Regions from separate parts of the Mus musculus genome. Here region 1 is linked to region 2. Evidence: chromatin contacts called from public Hi-C data. All regions are on one chromosome and are shown on one strand. Each heading gives the region's core, a stretch centred on a gene start, on an enhancer-like site or on the middle of the called end of the contact. The rest is flanking DNA. Distances are from core to core; before and after follow the strand shown.

Region 1 (4,709 bases), core at 1,084-3,583, 200 kb after region 2:
TGTGCTTTGGGAAGATGTCATTCTTAGGCAAGAATAACTTTACTTTAAAGGTCTGTGGGGATTCTGGGCACTTCTAAGGAAAGTTATGAAAAGTTAAAACACAACGCAGAGCTGGAAAGCTGGCTCAGTTGGAAAAGTACTCTATGAAACCATGAGAACCTGAATTTGATCTGTATAACCAGATCAAACCCAAGCATGGGTGGCACTCACTCTAATTCCAAGTGTGGAGGACAGCTTGGCCATTTGTTGGGCTCCAGTGCAGTGAGAGTCTTTGTCTAAAACAGCAAAGTGGAGGGGCTGGAGAGATGGTACAGTGGATAAGAACATTTGTTGCTTTTGCAAAAGACCTGGGTTTGATTCCCAGCTCACAGCCACCTGTAACTCTAGCTCCAGGGAAATCAGTGCTCTCTTTGACCTCCATGGGCACCAGACACACAGGTATGCACTTATACACTTGCAGACAAACATTCATACACACAAAAACAAATAAATCTTCAAGTAGATGCTCCTGTGGAATGACAACCGAAGTTTACCTTTAGCCTCGTGTACACAAACATTCCACAAACCTACAGTCTATCTTTAATGCTGAAGCTAAAATTTCATGCTCTATTTTTAATGGAAATATCTGGACAACAGATCCATACGTTGCTTTGTGAGAACTTTAAAAAATCATTCATGCATGGGGAGGGTATAGGGAACTTTCGGGATAGCATTTGAAATTTGAAATGTATATAAAGAAAATATCTAATAAAAAGAAAAAAATCATTCATAACAATAGATTATTAAAAAGAAAAAACAGCATTTATGTATTTTTTCTTATTGTCTCTTGATTTACAAAGAAAAATAGAGGAAAATTATTAAGCACTATAACAGCATATAGATTTAATTTTCTTAAGTACGGTATGTTCTGTCTGTTTGTATGTGCGTGCGCATGTGTGTGTGTGCACATGAGAACAACTGAGTGTGCTCTGGCTCACATGTGACAGTCAAAAGAGCAACTCTGTCTAGAGTTGGGATGGAACTCAGGATCTCAGGCCCTCACACACAAAAGCACCTTATCTATTAAGCTATCTGAACCAAGAATGTAGAACACTGAAAAGAATATTATATTTAAAGGCATTCTATAGGGAAAGGGCAAATTATATAGAACATGATTTTGTTTATAGTCTTGGCCTTATAATGTTTAATCAAAAGAATCCAAAACCTAATAGTTTATGAGCTCATTATTTAAGGAAAGTCATCAGTGTCCCATTTCCTCTTACATTTGTTCATGATGGGTGTCACCTGGGGATCAGAGGACAGCTTTGGGGAGTCAATCCCTTCTACCAGGTGGACCCTGGAGAGCTAACTCAGCCGGTCAGCCCTAGGGGCAAGCACCTTTACCTACTGAGCCATCTAGCTACCACAAAATATTCACTTTTAAAACACTAAAACTTATTTAAAATTAGCAAGAATAATAGGGAAATTGTTTACAGTGTTCTTCTTTTGTTTCTGATTGCTGCTGCTGATCCTATACAGTTAGAAAGCAGGGACAAGATCGTGATTTACCTCATGTCTATGGGGAAGGGAAACAGCGCCATTGTGACTCCTACAAATAGATCTGCATTCCTAGAAGAGCTTGAAGGCTTGAGCCCCACAGCACTGGTGTTTCTGAAAACATTTTATCAGCACTCAGGCAATATCATAGCTTAAGCATGCCATGTTAATGCAAATAGGCTCTTAGAATTGTTTTATCTCTCATTCCAGATAGGAAGACCCATGCCTCCTCCAGTAACAAGCTCTCGTGCTGGTTAAAAGAAGCAAGAGCAGGTCTTGCAGCTCTTGCTGCAGTGTAGCCTTCACTGATGTCCAGTCACATAGTACTCTGTGATCCTTGTTTACTCTCTGTATCCCTTCATCAAGTAGTGACCTCCTTTCAGGAGAGTTTATACTTTGTATACGTCTATACTTTTTATATACTTTCTATAGTCTAGTAGACAGATATGAGTCCAGGATTTCAGAACAATGCTTAAAATGGCTACTGCCCAGAGATGGTTACTCATATTGTAATGGTTAATCTTGACTGTCAGCCACATATTTCTGAGCCAGATTCTCTTTGTGATTTTCAGTCACTATGACCTATAGCAGCAGATGAGTACCAGAGTGTACATGAAAATCCAGCTGTGTTTAATTAAGCTAAATATTTACACAAAAGAAGAAAAACTCTCTTCAAATTTTTTTCTAAATTATAGTTTTCAAACAATCCCTTTTGTTAATATGTAATGGGTCTATTATTCTTATTTTCACTGTTCCTTTTTTTGGTGGGTGAGAACTGCTGGGGCTTGAATCCAGGGGCTGGCAGAGACTGACCACATCCTGTACCACAGAGCTGCATCACTAGCCTCTCTTCTTACTTTTCAGAGTATTAAGTGGTTTTCATGTTTTCTTTAATTTCTAATGTGGTTATTGATAACTGTAATCCATAAGCAAAACCATTTGAGATTCATTCTTTTTAAGATAATAAAGAGGTACTGATATTTAAAAGGTTATGGAGCAGGGCGGGCGTGGTGGCGCACGCCTTTAATCCCAGCACTTGGGAGGCAGAGGCAGGCGGATTTCTGAGTTCGAGGCCAGCCTGGTCTACAGAGTGAGTTCCAGGACAGCCAGGGCTACACAGAGAAACCCTGTCTCGAAAAACCAAAAAACAACAACAACAAAACAAAGGTTATGAGCAGTGTTTTAAAGGAGCTTATTTTAGTGTGTGCGCATGTGGAGACCAGAGGACAACTTGCACTCAAGTTGTCATGTTGTGTCAGGTAAGCACTTCCTACTACGTCATCTCCTTGGGCTCGGTTCCGGTTTAAACTCAGATTCCAACCCATTGTGAGTTTCCTCACATCAAATTAGGACAGTCTTGGAGTCTGCTATCAGAGGAATTAACAAACTTGAACAGAGATGAAGTCCATGGGCATTTAGTGTATGGGCTGTGTTCATTTCTGTTCCAGACAAAAATTAAGAGATGTTTCCTTAAAGCTAGTAAAAAAATAAATAAATAAACCCAAAGTTTAACGCGATTTGCTGTAAAGTCAGGCATCTTAGGAACTTGTGTAGTTGTATTCCCAGGACTCTGTAAAATGACTTTTTCAGATTAAGTGAAGATGAGTTCTTGCTGCATCTGACAATTCTGGGTATAAAGGATGACTGGTTTTTATTAACTAAATGCTTACACATTTTGTGAATCTATGTGGATCAAATGTGCTTAGTTTGGTACCCTGATTTCTTTAAGCTAAGTGGTCTGTGTTGTTAAAAACAAATAAATAAAAACCTGAAAATTGTGCTGTTCCCACTAGAGTAACAAAAGCTGTTTGGCTTTGTCTCCTTGAGCTGCTCGTAGATGCTTGATTCAGAACTCGAGCTCCCCATGCCAAGACTGCTGCTTTTGTTTGTGTGTTTCTTCAGAAGGCCTAGTTGGCACCTGAGCATTTACTGCATACTAGAATGCTCTGTAGCTCTAATCATCGCTTATGGGAATTTTGTTTTCTCAAACTCCCAATTTTAAGTTCTCTTATCTAATTGGAATATGATTTTAATAGGGAAAGCTTTTTAAGATTTAAGGTAAGTTTTTATTGTTATGGAAGCCTCGCTGTCTTTTTGTAGAAGTCAGGCCTTCCTAATATTCTGTGAAACCAGACTTATAATTAGCAGTAGGACAGTACATTGTCTATGTGTTAATAGGGAAACAGGGAGTTACGTGGCTGTCACCGGCTTGCATTATCACAGGTACAAAGACATATATAAGTTCTCTCCATATTTTCTTGGACTTTAGCCAAAAACTTTAGTAGCATATTCAACAAGTATCTTTGCATCCTTCATCTCTGAATACTAAAGGCTTAAAAGGAGAGTTTCCTATCCAAGTCGGTGTCATAGCATGCAGACTTTTACTGATCTCTATGAACTTAGGGCAATTTATGGCACACTGCAGGCCCTGATTGTTTCAATGTAAGCAAGTAAGTGAATGAGGATCTAAATGGTACATGGAGACTAGTAAGCTGATGCACAGCCCTGCATTTCATTTATCAGCTTAAGTTACTGATGTTTCCAGAATGTCAGCTTCCTCAAGCGCTTACATTAATACAAGGAAGAGAAGGGGACTGGAAACTCCTCAGGCCGGCCAACTCCCACTGTAATTCAAACCCAGTAAATTAATGAGCAACTTGTTCTTGTGCTGTGATGCTGGGGTTGCTGCTGATGATCCTATACAGTTAGAAAGCAGGGACAAGATCGTGATTTACCTCATGTCTATGGGGAAGGGAAACAGCGCCATTGTGACTCCTACAAATAGATCTGCATTCGTAGAAGAGCTTGAAGGCTTGAGCCCCACAGTGCTGGTGTTTCGATGGATCTGGAAGGAAGAGTGGGGCAGACAGTACAGAATAGAGAGAGGAGACACGGAAGCTCAGGAAATACTGTCTCAAGTAGAGGTGAGCAGCACCCTCTGCAATCTGCCTACTGGCTCTCTAGTGTACAGGCGAGGCTTACTGGTGCTAACCTGTGGCTTCTCACATACTGTGGGAAGGAAGTCACCTCCTGTGACTCTCAGCACCAGAGTGATTCTGGGCTTAGTTCTACTCTCAGTAACTAAATACTGCAGTGCTCATTCTGAAGTCTAAAGGAGATCTGGCCCAGTGTTTGACTTAATATTTTTACCTTTGGATGTTTCTATCACTCCA
Region 2 (5,423 bases), core at 1,101-3,600:
CCACAGCGTTCTGGAGGCCATGTGTGGAAAGAACATAAAAGAGTTGGGAGACAATTAGTGGGGTCACCACTAAACCCAACATCCGCTCGAGAAACGTCTGGAAGATGAAGGCCTTCTGAGGGTGTCTCTGGAACGGGGACTCCAAGCTCAGTCACATTCATATTAGCAGAAAGCATGTGGTCTCAGCCAGCTGAGAGTGAGACACAGGAACTCAGCCTGCTGTGGAGGGCCGGTGAGCCTGCTGGGACCAGGCAGGGAAACTGAGGGACCAGAAGTACCACTGCCCACAGAGAAACACTGGGCAGAGAATGAGGAAATGAGCACTCGCCTATGAGGAGCAGCTGTGGTCAGAAGCAACCGTTGGTGGAGGAGAAAATGAAAGAAAGCAGGCAAATGCTGAGCCTGAGAAAGAAAACCTGTAGGTGATTTGAAGCAAGACATTTCCTGCCAGATTTGCATCGCTCCCAGTCCTGCCATCCACACCCTCAGATCTTCTTACCAGAACACCACTGGCTTCAGAGACCCAGCTGCTTCTTCCTGGTCCTCATTCTGCAACATTCTGGCTGTCCCTGAGAGACAGAAGGACCTGAATGTGGAGTGAAACAAGCTAGAGTTAAGGCCTAGCACTACCAGAAACTGTCTGAACTCCAGTGTGAGCTCACGGGATTGTTGGGAAAGAGGCTTCTATAGAAGGAGGGTTAGAAAAGGGTCTTTTAATTTGTAAAGTGTTACCTAAGTATCTGCACACATGGTCCCAGGGACAAGCCTGGGGGATGCCCTTTCTATATAGTGTCAAGAGGAGAAGGGAGTTAAAAGATGGCTTCACATGGAGGCACATAGGAAGACAGACTCAGAGCCAGATGAGAACAATAGTAAGTGACCCCCATCCCCACTCCACCCCACAGTCCCTCTTCCCCCGCCTCCACCCCCTCCCACCCCAGAAAGTACTTGAGGCTGGGCTAGGATGAAGTTGCTCCTCTGACTTCACTGACCTCATAGTCTGTGTGAGGTTCTTGGTACATGCGTATTTGATCATTCCCAGGAATTCAGCAGCCTTGAGGATGGAGGACAGGAAGACACACAGTCTTGGAGGGAAGTCCCTGGGAATTCTGAGAAAGGAATGTCAGGAGTTGTAGACAGCTCTGCAGACACTTAAAGTAGGACACAGATGAAAGAGGAGACCCTGAGGGGAAAGCAGGCCCACAGAAGCACTGAAGCAGTGTGTGTGTGTGTGTGTGTGTGTGTGTATGCGCGCACGCATTAATACCAATATTATTTTATTTGAATGGGTGTTTTGTCTGTACATATGTTTGTGCATCCATGGATGCTTGGGGTGGGTGTTAGATCCTTAGGAACTGGAGTTATACACAGATGGTTATGAGCCACTATTTGGGTGATGGGAATCAAACCCAGGTCCTTGAGAAGGGTATTCAGTGCTCTTGACCATGGAGACATCTCTCCTGTCTTATTACTATTTCTTTTTAAGTTTAAATTAGATTGACCTCCTAACTTTAGCTAAAAAAAATATAAAATTGAACACATTAATGGAATATCAAGTGGTATTTTCATTAATATAAACATTGCATAATATCAATATGAACAAACATATAAAGGACATTAAATCAACTCCTGTGCTCCTGGGTTATCGGTCACAGTGTCCACGAACAGATGGAAACGGCTTCAGTTCTCATTACCTGATAGATAGATAGGAAAAGCACGGTCCGTGCATGCAGCAGAATACTATGCAGCCAGGAAAAGAATGGGTGGCAGCGGGGGCGGAAGCAGAGCTCATTAGGTTGAGCAAATTAAGCCAGGCATGAAAGCTCAAATTCCACACTCTCTGTGGCAAAGGAGACAGCTGATGTCACAGAAGATGAGAGCAGACAGAGGATTCCAGGCTGGGGGAGCAAGGAGGGAGGGGAGGAAGAGGTGGTAGCTGTGTTTGACCTGATTTAAATATCACTTTCTTTTTGTTGTCTCTCGTCCCCCACCCCCATGATGCCTGAGGGTGGCTACTGCTGAAGACAAGCAAGTGTCTGTTCTATGCTTTATTGGTTCCCCCGCTCATCTGCTCCCCCTGCTCATCTGTTCCTATCAGCACTACTGTTACTGCGGAAGGGCTCCTAGCTTAAGAATCAGACAGCACTGACTTGTGTGTGACCCTTCCCCCTGCCCACGAATACTAGAACAGTGTACACCAGTTCCAATATAAACTGTGCTGCTCGGCGCTTGTACCCTGCAGAGCGTCCAATAACTTTTGCTGAGCCATCCAAGCCCAAGAAAAAATAACCCACTGTGACAAAACAAAGGCAGCTTTAGCTCAGGCCGGTACCCGCCAGTCAGGAGAGGCAGGCGAGGGCACCTCTGGGCAAGCATGGTCTTTGGTGTGCTGCCAAGCTGACTGTCCTGAGTGTGACAAAGCAAGGGAGGGGCCCAGTGGGCCCCAGTCAATGAGAAACAGATCTGCCCTAAAAATAACAGTGAATGAACAGGCTTGCTTACACTGTCTTGCTTCAGAACTGGTTTGGCACAAAATCAGACCTAATGATAGGTTCAGAAGGAAAAATTCATGGTTGGGATTTGGAATCCTCTGAGCCAACCAGTTATCCACAAACAAGTCCACGGCTCTTCCGCTGGGTTTCCCAGAAGGTCTTCCAGGACAGGTCTCTTGTCATCATGGAGGACTCCACAGTCCTATCTGGAGTCGCCTACTCCGGAGTGGAGAGATGGAGAAGGTAAACTCACACTGGCGCATAGTTCCAGGTTATACATGCAGGAGAAAGAGACCCTAAAGGAGAAAGCTTCTCTTGGATGGATGGTGAGAGGGGCTCAGCAGCGGGAGGGTCTACTTCAGCCCCAAGATATTTACAGAGCACTTCCTGAAAGAAGAGGCACCTGACTAACAGCAATCATTCCACCCACACATTGCTTATCATCATGCATATCTCAGAGTGATTTAAAAATAAATTTGTGGGGGTGGAAAGTGATGGCTGTTACCAAAGATGCCTAGAGATTGTTTCCCTCCTGGGTCAAGTCCAGCTGTCTAGAAGCCCTGCTGAAAAGGTTCATGAAGGTTTACATGGGTTCTGGATGACCATGGTGAGACCCCAGGTCTGTTGGTGCTCTCTGTGAGGATGGAGGGGGCTGCTGCCTATTCAGTGCTCGAAATTCCCTACAAAGAGGAGAGCTGAGTTCCAGGTGGGGAAGGAGCAAGGTAGAAGGGAACCAGCTCTACCTCAGCACAGCCCCTGCCATTGGAAAAGAGGACGTAACAATGTGTTCCAGAAGGAATGGACAAGGCACAGTCATGGAGAAGCAGTGAGGACAAAGGGGATGGAAGGCTCCTAGAGGCCACAGGGCAACAACCTCTTAACACATTTGCTTTTCATGGCAGTGAGCTCCTGTGAGCCCTCCTGTTTTTCCTTGAGCAGAGAAAGTCGAGGGGAGTTTGTCCCAGAGCCCAGCAAACTTCTCCACAGATCTACCCTGAGTACAGTGGAAGCAGTTTGAATGGCCTCTTAAAGATTCTGTCAGAAGCCACAGCTTTGATGTCAGAGAGAAAGAGAGCAAGAGAGGGAGAGACAGAGGAAGTGAAAGGGAGAGACGGAGAGGGAGAGAGTTCAGGCACACTTTCATTCTACCTTCTGCTAGTCGTAGGCCAGCCTCTCTGAGAAGCCTGAGGTCCCAAGAGCTATTATTATCTCTCTATCTCTCTTCAACTGACAAGATTGTATACAGAGCATGTGCCCATTGAATGTTTGTATGTGGAGTAAATGTGTGAACAAATGATTCATTTCTATTTCCAGAGGATTCAGAGATTCTAGAAGTATGTTCTACTTAGAGAGAAAACAGAATGTTCTATCCAACACTTGTCATTTCTAAGGAGTCCATAATAACCGCCACCATGGCGATAACTGAAATTGACTCAGGAATTACCAGGCCAGGGGACTCCAGAGAACAAACACGTCAGAGGGGATTGTTTGTACAAATCATGCTACAATTCCAATAGTCCAGACTGTAATCCAACACGGTTGTCAGGAGAGGAGGAGGAGTAGTGTATTCCTCATGGACCAAGGCTCATTTCCTCCTGGCTGTGGCTTCCGTGATGACTGTACTTCAGTCCTGAGTCCTGTGCAACCACCTAGCAGATGAGAAAGGGGCACTATACAGAAAAAATAAAATCAGTTGAACCCACTTACCCTGGATCAGAGAGTTGCAGAACCTTATTTGGATTCCTGGGGATTGGGAAGTGTCTGCTGGCAACTAGATGTAGACTAGGAAAGAAGTTTGCTGTGTGTGTCCACAAAGCTTCTGCCATCATACACTAACTTGCCTATCAAGACACACTGGCCATTCGGGCAATATTTTAGTTTACATTTCTTACATTAGGAAACTTGGAACTCAAAGCAATGGCCACCGTCTAGTATACAACAGAACTGGGTATTTTAGACTAACAAGACAGGCTTCTGGTGCTGAACGCTCAGGTAGATCAGCTAGTGTTCTGTGTATGGATGACGTTTGTGTCCATGCGACTTAGGGGATGTGACAGAAACAACTTAGGAGGGAGGGCTTTGGCTCATGGATTCTGCCCACTGTAGATGGGGAGACATGATGCAGGGACTCTGTAAGAAGGGGCACATGGCGGAATCCATTCACATGGTAGTAAACAAGAAAGCAAAGAGTACCAAAACCCAAAGCTGGGCTCTAGCTTACCTTTTCCAGCTAGCCCACACCTCCTAAAGGCTCTGTATTCTCTGAAATAGCACCACCAGCTGGGAGTGAGTGTTAAAGGCATGAGCCTGTGGGAAATTTCAGATTTATACCACAGATCCCTACTTTCTTCACATACAGGCACCACATGGCTGACTTGGGCTTTCCTGGATCTAAACTTCTAATGCCATTTGGCCAGAATATAGACTACGCTGTGTGTTTCCCATTGCACTCACATGGTGTGTGCTCTCAGCTCCACTCTCCTGAAGAAGAAACAGGGATTAGATGGCTTATATAACCTGGACATACTCCTTTGGCTAATGCAGACACAGCCAGGCCAGACTATATGGTTCTTTAGTAGCTTTGGAAGAATTTTCTCTAATTTTGTCATATTACACTTCCCCAAAATTGAATATTAAAAATCAGTTCAACAACCCACTTTCCCAGGAATGCGTAAGGTATTTTCAGGGTTACTGACCTCAACTCTGAGGTCACCCAGGTCAGACAGTCTCCTTAGCCTTCACACCAGATTCCATTCTTAACACCTCCAACAGCCCACAATCATTAGATTGGCACATCTAAAACTCATAGAGGTTCTACCCAGCCAAAACCATACAGGAAACAGAGAATCAGATATACCACTATGGTGACGCAAGACTAGAGAGAAAGCCCAGACTTCAGCAAGGGGTGGGTGGTTTCTCCAGGCCAAGGGC

What was found. Hi-C and Micro-C count contacts between places; a contact is called where the count stands out from the background.
Region 1: a contact with region 2 is called in a Hi-C map of CD8 T cells, with 2.1 times the contacts expected there. The contact joins the enhancer-like site here to the promoter of 1700019J19Rik in region 2. A contact is called at or near these places in 11 of 484 Hi-C or Micro-C datasets (B cells, CD4 T cells, CD8 T cells and 6 more) and 5 of 115 datasets of contacts at active chromatin or transcription factors (CD8 T cells, T-cell acute lymphoblastic leukemia, embryonic stem cells and 2 more).

The regions. Positions count from the first base shown.
Region 1 is chr9:14,291,723-14,296,431 of GRCm38.p6, forward strand. All of the region lies in intron 1 of Sesn3 (sestrin 3), which reads left to right. Among named protein-coding and RNA genes, the nearest start is that of Sesn3, 18 kb to the left of the region's middle. Within about 2 kb of position 2,334, at least 38 of the 459 cell types and tissues checked have an H3K27ac peak or open chromatin away from gene starts, as enhancers often do. A contact at or near this core is called in B cells and CD8 T cells, where this site is marked.
Region 2 is chr9:14,087,727-14,093,149 of GRCm38.p6, forward strand. It overlaps 1700019J19Rik (RIKEN cDNA 1700019J19 gene), which reads left to right and starts at 2,351. Exons shown (of 4, transcript NR_166640.1): 1 at 2,351-2,735.